Regions from separate parts of the Pan troglodytes genome. Here region 2 is linked to region 1. A link is a contact called in public Hi-C data. All regions are on one chromosome and are shown on one strand. Each heading gives the region's core, a stretch centred on a gene start, on an enhancer-like site or on the middle of the called end of the contact. The rest is flanking DNA. Distances are from core to core; before and after follow the strand shown.

Region 1 (4,255 bases), core at 597-3,096:
CAATATTAATTAATTTGTGCACTGTTACCCTTCCAGCTCAAAGACGGGAAGGAAAAACAACAGTGCCTCTGTCTCTAGAATTTGATGGCACCAATTACAGCCCAATCCAATTAAGCAAGTAATGCACTCCAAAAGGGCAAGTTCACCATTATATTCAGGGCGACCGGCCTGCCGTTACTACTGCGCTAGGAAACACCCCAGGCTTAAAAGCAACTCACTTCTTTGTGGAATACAGAGCAACCACATGTTCCAGACCTTCATTCTCTGCCCAGAAAGGGGGAGAGAGAGGGCTTGTCAGGGACAAATGAGTGTCCATGGTGGACTGGACCCGTTGAACCAAGTCATTATAAAGAAAATTCAGTAACCATGGACAGATGATCCTGGTACTCTATGTGGGTGTGAGTGTCTTCTAAGACATGTGATTCTTGTCTTAGGAAGTAAGAAATTTTTTTCCCTGAATTATTCGACTTTTTTTTTTTCTTTCTCTGACCCTTTCCCCTTTCTCACCCTGCAAAGGGTGGAAATCTGGATATCAGCAAACTGGCTGCAGGAAAGAAATATTATCTAAGGGGTGGAGAGAGAAAGGAAAGTGAGGAAGAAAAGACAGACAGCTATTGCATGAAGAACGTGTGTGTTCCTAATTGAAGGAGACGGAAATTTTAGGCGGCAGGGAGAGGAAGGAATGGCACTAAAGCTAGGTACCAAGGCCCACAGGACAGGTTTTCGGAGCTTGAACTTCTGACTATGCGCTTACACCAAGGACCACAGCGCTTTGAAAGATGTGCAATGTTTTACGCAGGACAGTTGGCTGTTACTTGGAGACCCTTGGGGAAGCTGTCAAAGCCCCCAGGACAAGTCCCTATTCCCCCGCTTCTTCGCTCTGCAAGGAGAGCGGCGTCCTGCACCAAGGAAGGAAAAAAAGTTTCTCTCCGCTCCAGACCCCACTTCACACAGTGGGTGTGCAAGCGTGTTCGAGCATGAAGACAACAACGGGCCGGGTCCCGCAAAGAGGCAGAACCGAGTGTACCGTCCGATCCGGGAGACCTGGCCTGAGATTCCTGCAAGGTTTTCTTCCCCGGGCCCGGACTAGGATGTTGCGCGCAGCCAGACAACTTTTCACCGCCTGTTCTCGCCTGCGGAGGCACCTCCTGCCTGCCAACCCCAGGCGCCTTCCCACCCCAGCCTCCCAAGAGCCTGAGGGTGTGTCGGCATCTCAGGACACGCTCCAGCCGAGGTCCCTGTCGCAAACCAGAGTCCTGGAAAAGGAACTGGGCTAGAGCACAGGCGACCACAGACTCGCTGGGTAATCTTGGGCCAGTCTCTGAGCCTCAGTTTCCCCACTGGTAAATGAAAGATCGCAAAATGTCAAGTCCTGTCCAACTCTCCAGCTCTACGATTCCGAGTTAGATCTGGCTTTCAGGTCCTCTCCGCCCTCACCCGACCTGTCTGCCTTCCTCCTCCAGAGTGGGCTCCTTACCCACAGAGGCGGCCCGGGTCTCCACGCAGAGCCACAGGGCGACGGCCAGCAGCACCTTGCTCTGCATCCTGCACCTCGAGCCGGGCGAAATGCCCAGAACTCGGGAGCCGGTTCTTTCTCCCAGCGCCTGTCTAGAGAAGGAGGCGCGGAGGTGGAACTCGCGGCACCCCTCAGCGCAGGACAGTTGAGCGCACAGGGCTAGGGAGCCCGGGCGCCGACCGCGGCTGCAGGGGCGTCTGCGGGTGCCGGTAGGAGAGGATATCCAGGCTGCCAGACGGGCTTTCTGCGGCGCGCAAGTGATGCCCGGCGCAGGCAGAGGAAACGCAGCGACCACACATTGACCGCTCTCCCGGGGTCCCGGGACTCAGTGCAGGGTGGGAGCTGGAGCCGAAACTCTAGAGCGCGGAGGCGGGGCCATGCGGGGCGGGGCCGGGGCGGAGGAGGGGCTCTCCCGTGCGGCCAGCCCCGCCCCTCACCCGGGTACCCGGCGGGGATCTCCAGCTCCCCAAGCCCATTTACATCTCCCCATTTCCCCACACAACTGGACTGCGCTGGGCCCCAAGTCGCCCAGGAGAGAACAACCCAGAGCAACAACTTTGTTTCTGGTGTAAATAAAAAGTACTCGGTAACGGGCGCTGAGCAACTCCAAGATTTAATCGCTTGCCGGTCCCCGAAATTTGGGGAGCATCACCAGGAGCGCAGCGAAGAGCACCGCGCCCTCACCAGGCGCGTCAAAGTGCAGGACCCTCTTCGCCATCGCGCGCGTCTGAAGTGGCCGAGAATCTGCAGCAGTTTGGAGCCACAAGGGAGAAGCGGATACTCAGCCAAGTATGCCGGGTCGCAAGCTGGCAGCGACTCCTGCCAGTAGTTTTGGTTTTTGTATAAGGGTATTTTGTCTGGCCAGTATAATTGTAGTTTAAAAAGCTGAATCTGGTTGCTCTTAATCAGAAAACGCACTTGCCCAGTTCGCCAACATTCCCGCTATTTCCCAAAATATTTGGCGGCTCCAAGTTTGAAGTGACCTGCCTAGCCCCAAGAAGGCTTTTGTCCATCGTGCTCCCCAACGAAGAGCCCTAGTGAAAGTTTGGCCATGCCCCTTTTCAGAGCAGAGCTTCCAGCCAAGATATCCTTAGGCCCAGGGGAAGGAGGCCAGCTGCCAGCCGGCTTCAGTGGAGGAGCAATGAAGCAAAAGCACCTAGGACACTCTGTGACCAAATTACACAACTGTCTCCATGTGTGTGGACTTCTTGTGGCAGCTGTTTGGAGGCGAACTCCAATTCCTTCCTGACCACATTCGTTCCTTCTGGTTTTCTGTCCATATCTCCCCACACCTGGGGAGTGACATCAAATGTCCCCTAACTTCATTAAATATGAATCTTCCAGATGCCTATGTCTTTTACCTCCCAGAGGTGCTTTTTAATGACAACCTAAAGGACCATTCTTCACCAAGATAACACACAGAATTATTATATCTACACCTAATTCAAACTAGATTGATTGTATACAATTAATGTAACCTGTTACTTGTCTTCATCTGTTTTTAAATATTTACTGTATTCACGCTTTTACTTTTCCAAGTTGACAGGTGAAATATTTTAATGCTGAAATATAATGAATGTATATGGCAAAAATATTTTGGAAAAACACAAAAAGGTTTAGAGTGAAAAGACTTTCTTTTGGCAGAGACATTTTTATGTTTCCTTTTTTTTCCAAGCAGATTCTTAAATACAAGTATGTAGATATGTCACCCTTCTCTTCCCACAATTGCTTGGTATAAATGCTATTTGAGCGTTGGCTTTTTTCCCTTTAAATTTGATTTATTTATTTGAGACAAGGTCTCACTATGTTGCCCAGGCTGGTCTCCAATGCCTGGACTCAGTCCATCCTCCTGCCTCAGTCTCCCAAAGCGCTGGGATTACAAGCACGAGCCACCCTGCCCAGCCTTCACTTTATAATATACGTTGGAGATTCGTTCTACATCAACCTTTAAAGCTCCATCTTTTATTTATTTATTTATTTATTTATTTATTTATTTATTTATTTTTATATAGAGGCAGGGTCTCACTATGTTGCCCAAGCTGGCTGCGAACAAAGCTCCATCTTTCCATCTTTTCAATGTTGGCATAGTGCTCTACTGTATAGATGTACTCATATTTATCTGGGAGGTATTTATTTGGGGAGGGGAGAGAATCTTTAAAGAAACTCTTCTCTTCCTGCTAGTAAACTCAGCAAATAAAATAGGATGGACTCTGGCAAAGTTGGATAAAGGGGTGGGAGATGGAACCTGGTTTGGAGAGGGCAGTTTTTCTCCATCCCCATCACCAGACAATTCCCTATCAGCCTTATTTACAATTCATGACACTTCCTCTTCCATGTCTCATTTAAGAAGATAGTGTCTCCTCTGAATGCAAACCAGAACCTGCAGGCCCGTGGTAATAGCCCCCTTTAGAAGTCTTGGAGGAAATGATGCGTCTTTGATGGCCGCAAGACCAGAATTTGGCAGAGTCTCAATGAAATCAGTCTACCACATTCCCTCCCACACAGCACTTAGAAGTGCCTTAGGTTCACAAAAAAAATGGCAAAGTCTGTTAAAAAAAAAAAAAAAAAGATAGAAAAGAAAGGCTGTTCCATGTGCAGCACCCTGTCGTTATCTGGCATTGCAAAGGAGTGACTTTTGTGAGTTAACCCAACAGTAAGGCACCTAGCAAAGTGCCCCAAATGTGTTGAGTGTTCCATAGATGCTATTCAGATGCCACAGCAGAGTAGTAGCTAAGTGCA
Region 2 (4,255 bases), core at 847-3,346, 47 kb before region 1:
GTGCTAGTTTTGAACAATGATACAATAGGGTTGTTGCCAACCACAGGGAAAACAGGGATATTTAATAAACAGTGCTGCCATGATTGATAATCTGCTTGAAAAAAAGAATAAAGTTAGACTCCTATTTCACTTTGCTCCATATATGCAAATAATCCCAAATGGATTTAAATGCAATAAAAGAAGAAAATTTAGAATTGGGGGTTTAGAATTGGGAAGACCTTCCCTAATAAAATTTTTTAAAACCTAGGAGCCATTTTTTAAAAATAGGGAGAGGCATATTTGACTAGATAAACATTTCAAAATCTTGTATTAAAAAATCACAAAAAATAAGGTCACTTATTTGGGCCAATAATTTATTAAATAACTCCACCTACTGAATTTGGGTGATGGTAATCATTCAAAATGGCAATAACGGATCTTATGTTCTGACTCTGTAAGTATAGAGTAGAATATTATTAGAGACTGTAAATCTGGTCCATGCCTCCCTGCACTGCCATGGGTCTGATCACTTGTCTCAGGGTCTTTCACCCCCTGAGTTTCATGATTGGCTATTCTAACAGATATGGAGTTCACTGGAGGGCCAAGGAATCACATATCTCTGTTTTAACAATCTCTAAAGTGCTTAGAATATAATATGAAAAAGTGTTGGGGGGTGTGTGTGGAGGGATGTGTGTGAGAGTGTGGATGTGTGGGGGTGGTGTGTGGTGGGTGTGTAGGACGTGTATGGGGGAATGTGAGGGGGGTTGTGACTGTGGGGGGTGGGTTGTGTGTGGGTGTGTGTGGGGTGTGGGTGTGAGTGTGGGGGTGTTGGATGTGTGGGTGTGTGGATGGGTGTGTGGGGGGTGGGTGTGTGGGGGGGAGTGCATGTGGGGGGGTGTGTGTATGTGGGTGGGTGTGGGTGTCTGGGTGGATCTGTGTGTGGGTATCTGTGTGCTGGTGGGTGTGTAGGTGTGTGGGGGTGGGTGTGACTGTGAGGGGGTGTGAGTGTGAGTATGGGGGGTTGGATGTGTGGGTGTGGGGGGCTGGGAGGAGGTGTGGGTATTGGGGGGTGTATGCGTGGGGTGTGTGTGTGTGTGTGTGTGTGTGAATTCTTTGTAATGAAGAAGAGGGAAGAAGCAGTTAAACTTTAAACCAGACATACTTATCCTCAAAATAGTTGTGGTGATATTATATCCTCATACTTTGTACTACAAATACGTTTATTGGTTTGTTAGTTTATGAAAATATCCCTTATAAGAAGAGTAAGAAAACCAGTAAAAATGTAAAACAACCACATGGAAATTATATCTGATTCCTTCTTCTCCATTTTATTTTATTTTTACCTTTTTTCTTTGAGATGGAATCTGACCATGTTGGCCAGACTGGTCTTGAACTCCTGGGCTCAAGCGATCCTCCCACCTTGGCCCCCCAAAGTGCTGGGTTTTTAGGTGTCGGCCACTGTGCCCAGCCACCCCCTCTTCCATTTTAGAAATGATGGGTACAGTAATGCAACCTTGCAAAAGGATTCCTTCAAGTTTTTCAATGTTCTTTAATAAAATGACATCAATTGCTGAAAGCATTATGACCTTTGTTATGCTACATAATACTGATACAAAATGTGAATAGTACAAAGTTCATTATATATAATATAAGGCTTTAATATATTACATTTGTTTCTACATAAACAGACTATAAATATATGTGCCATAGCATGTCTTATAGTCATTGTTCCCAGCATTTCACACTATGGTACCAAACAAAAAACACATTTTCTTTTTTGAAAAAAAGGACAGAACAAGGGCAAAAATCAGTAGAAGTAGCTCTATATGTTAAAAGTCTAAATAATACAATAGATGTTATAATTTGGGCTATAAAATAATTTTGAAGTCTGGCTAATAATCATTCAGAGAGTGAACAAACCCAATCAGGTTTACTGGAGTGTAGAGGCCAAATAACTAAAATACTGATGGGTTGCGGGGTGAGAGTGGGTTGGGGACAGGGGGAAGAACAAAAGGGTAAAATCCTTCCTGAAACTTTGACACCACACACAGCTTCACATTGAACCTCCCGCATTCAGTCTCAGACATATCACATCAGGACAGATATGAGGGTATTCATCCAGAAGAAACCAGAAGCTGGTTTGTGCAGTCAGAACTCTTCAACACGGCAGGGAGCCTTGAGCTGAATGTCCTTTCTTTGTGATATTCTGAATAAAGGATCAGCCTGGGAGACAAGGAGCCAGAGCTGCATCATTTCCTTCCTGGGGCTTGGCCAGGAGACACGTAACGGTCTGGAAGGAACTCTCATTAGGAGTCAGAAACAGCACAACGAACTCTACTTTAGCCCAACTCGAAGAACACGCAACCTTCTAAACAGAAACCCCATCTGAACCCTTTACATTTCAGAACAGACCCCATGCCCACCTCCACCGGAGCAAACACAATGCATTTGCAGGCCCCAGTACTCTCCAAAGCAAGGTAACGTTAGTCTTCCTTTCTATCAATCCGAATTCCACACTTAAGGCTTGGCTTGGGACCCACGTCCTAAACAAAGCCTCTTGGATAGACTCAGCCCTGCAAATCCTTCCCATCTTCAACACCTCGAACACTTACATTGCCTGGTTTACCTTCTAGTTTTACAGAAGTGTCAACTCCCCAGGTACTGCTACTTCTTTGAGGATGGGGCCATTTCTTGAACGTCTTTGTTCTAACCCATGGTGAGACCCGCAGCAGGGGGCATGATAAATGCTTTTTAAATGAATGAAAAAGAGGATCAGGTCAACACTGGGAGAAGACACAGACACATTCTTGGGTCACAAGCCTCTTCCAGGATATGCCTAGAAGACTAGCTCCCTGCAGTCCGAGGTCCTTTTTTTGTTGTCGAAATGAAAATCAAATGCGGCTACTTCCTGCTGGTGGAAAGAACAACACTTGAAAATCTGAGCAGCACCTCTCATGTGATGTCCGGGAGTTGGGGGTGTGGATGCTTCCTTTTAAACAGGAGGAGAGCTCAGTGTGGTCCCCGAGTCAGGCTGGAGAATCTGGGCTGTGCTACCGGTTTGCACTCCAATCTCTATCAGCTTTAAAAGTTCTGCTTCCTCACTGGAGTACACAGTGGTGTCTGTGTCATCGGAGTGATATCCGGACTGGTAGCCGCTTGTCTGGTTTGAGCCTTCAGATGCCACAGACTCCCTGCTTTTGCTGGGCACCATTCCACTGCAGAAGAAATGGCAAACAAATGAGTTGGCAGAGAGAAGACAATTCTTTTGCTTTTTACCCTCACCCCATTCCCAACTCCATATGGCTGCCATCTCCCTGGAGACCGCAGCCCCGTATCTCTCCCAGTTGTTAATCAGCATAGCAGGTTTACAGGGACAAGGTCTATTTTCAGGTACTCGCATGAATTAGTAGTTGCAGATAAGTCCTCTTACTCAGGTCCAAGTCTTTCAAGCCTCAAATGAGATGAAAGGCAGTTCTCTCGAGTTATGCAAAGGCCCCAACTGATGGAACATGTTTATGGCCTCGCAGATTGACAAATTTGTATACAGTGACAGGCGCCAAAGGGCCACTTGCATGATATTCAAGGAAATTGGGATGTTCTTAAATTTCACTTGTGCTTTTCCTATTGTGGCAATTTGGGAATTACGGGGCATGTGTATGGTTGTAATGAAGCTCTTGAGCAACTTTAAACTTTAATAACTTGAAGCATGTGTGCAGTCAAGCCAGACATATCAAACGCTGCTTTTTACTCATCAAAACCACATTCCTTGGAAGGACTGAGAACCCCAGTCACTCAGCAGCAACTAGAAAATGTTTTCAATGGCATGGAATCCTGACAGACGGTAATCATGTCAAAGCCTAGAAATGCAGGCTGTGCTAATCTAAAACTTCAGGATTTACACTTTCACAAGCCATTCTAAGGTGTTTTTTCCCGGTAATAGGTGTTTTCCCCAACTTCTTCATGTTAAAACTGCAAAAGGGAATTTTAGTAACTCGTGTTTATACATAGTTTAAAAGTTACTTCAAATAATGAGAAATACAATTTTTTCTTTCAATTCAACCCCAACAAAACTAATGTAGGTGTCTCAAGCAATGGCATGGTGCTCTGCACATGATACTTGCCGAATAAACATTTTTTGAATCAATGAATGAAACATATCATTGACTTTCACAATTTCTTACCTTGGGCCTTAAAGAAAACAATAAAATAGCACAATGGCACCTTTTAATATGTTGGGGTTTTTTTTGTTTGTTTTCTTTTTGGTATGAGCATTATT

The links. A called contact is a pair of places that touch in the nucleus more often than the background predicts.
Region 2: a contact with region 1 is called in a Hi-C map of stem cell-derived neural progenitor cells, with 1.8 times the contacts expected there. The contact joins the enhancer-like site here to the promoter of KDR in region 1. A contact is called at or near these places in 2 of 7 Hi-C or Micro-C datasets (induced pluripotent stem cells and stem cell-derived neural progenitor cells).

Annotation. Positions count from the first base shown.
Region 1 is chr3:74,728,901-74,733,155 of NHGRI_mPanTro3-v2.0_pri, reverse strand. KDR (kinase insert domain receptor) reads right to left here and starts at 1,846. Exons shown (of 30, transcript XM_517284.9): 1 at 1,478-1,846. The coding sequence starts at 1,544.
Region 2 is chr3:74,775,707-74,779,961 of NHGRI_mPanTro3-v2.0_pri, reverse strand. KDR (kinase insert domain receptor) reads right to left here. Exons shown (of 30, transcript XM_517284.9): 30 at 1,509-3,194. The coding sequence ends at 2,972. Among named protein-coding and RNA genes, the nearest start is that of KDR, 47 kb to the right of the region's middle. Within about 2 kb of position 2,096, at least 4 of the 24 cell types and tissues checked have an H3K27ac peak or open chromatin away from gene starts, as enhancers often do. A contact at or near this core is called in stem cell-derived neural progenitor cells, where this site is marked.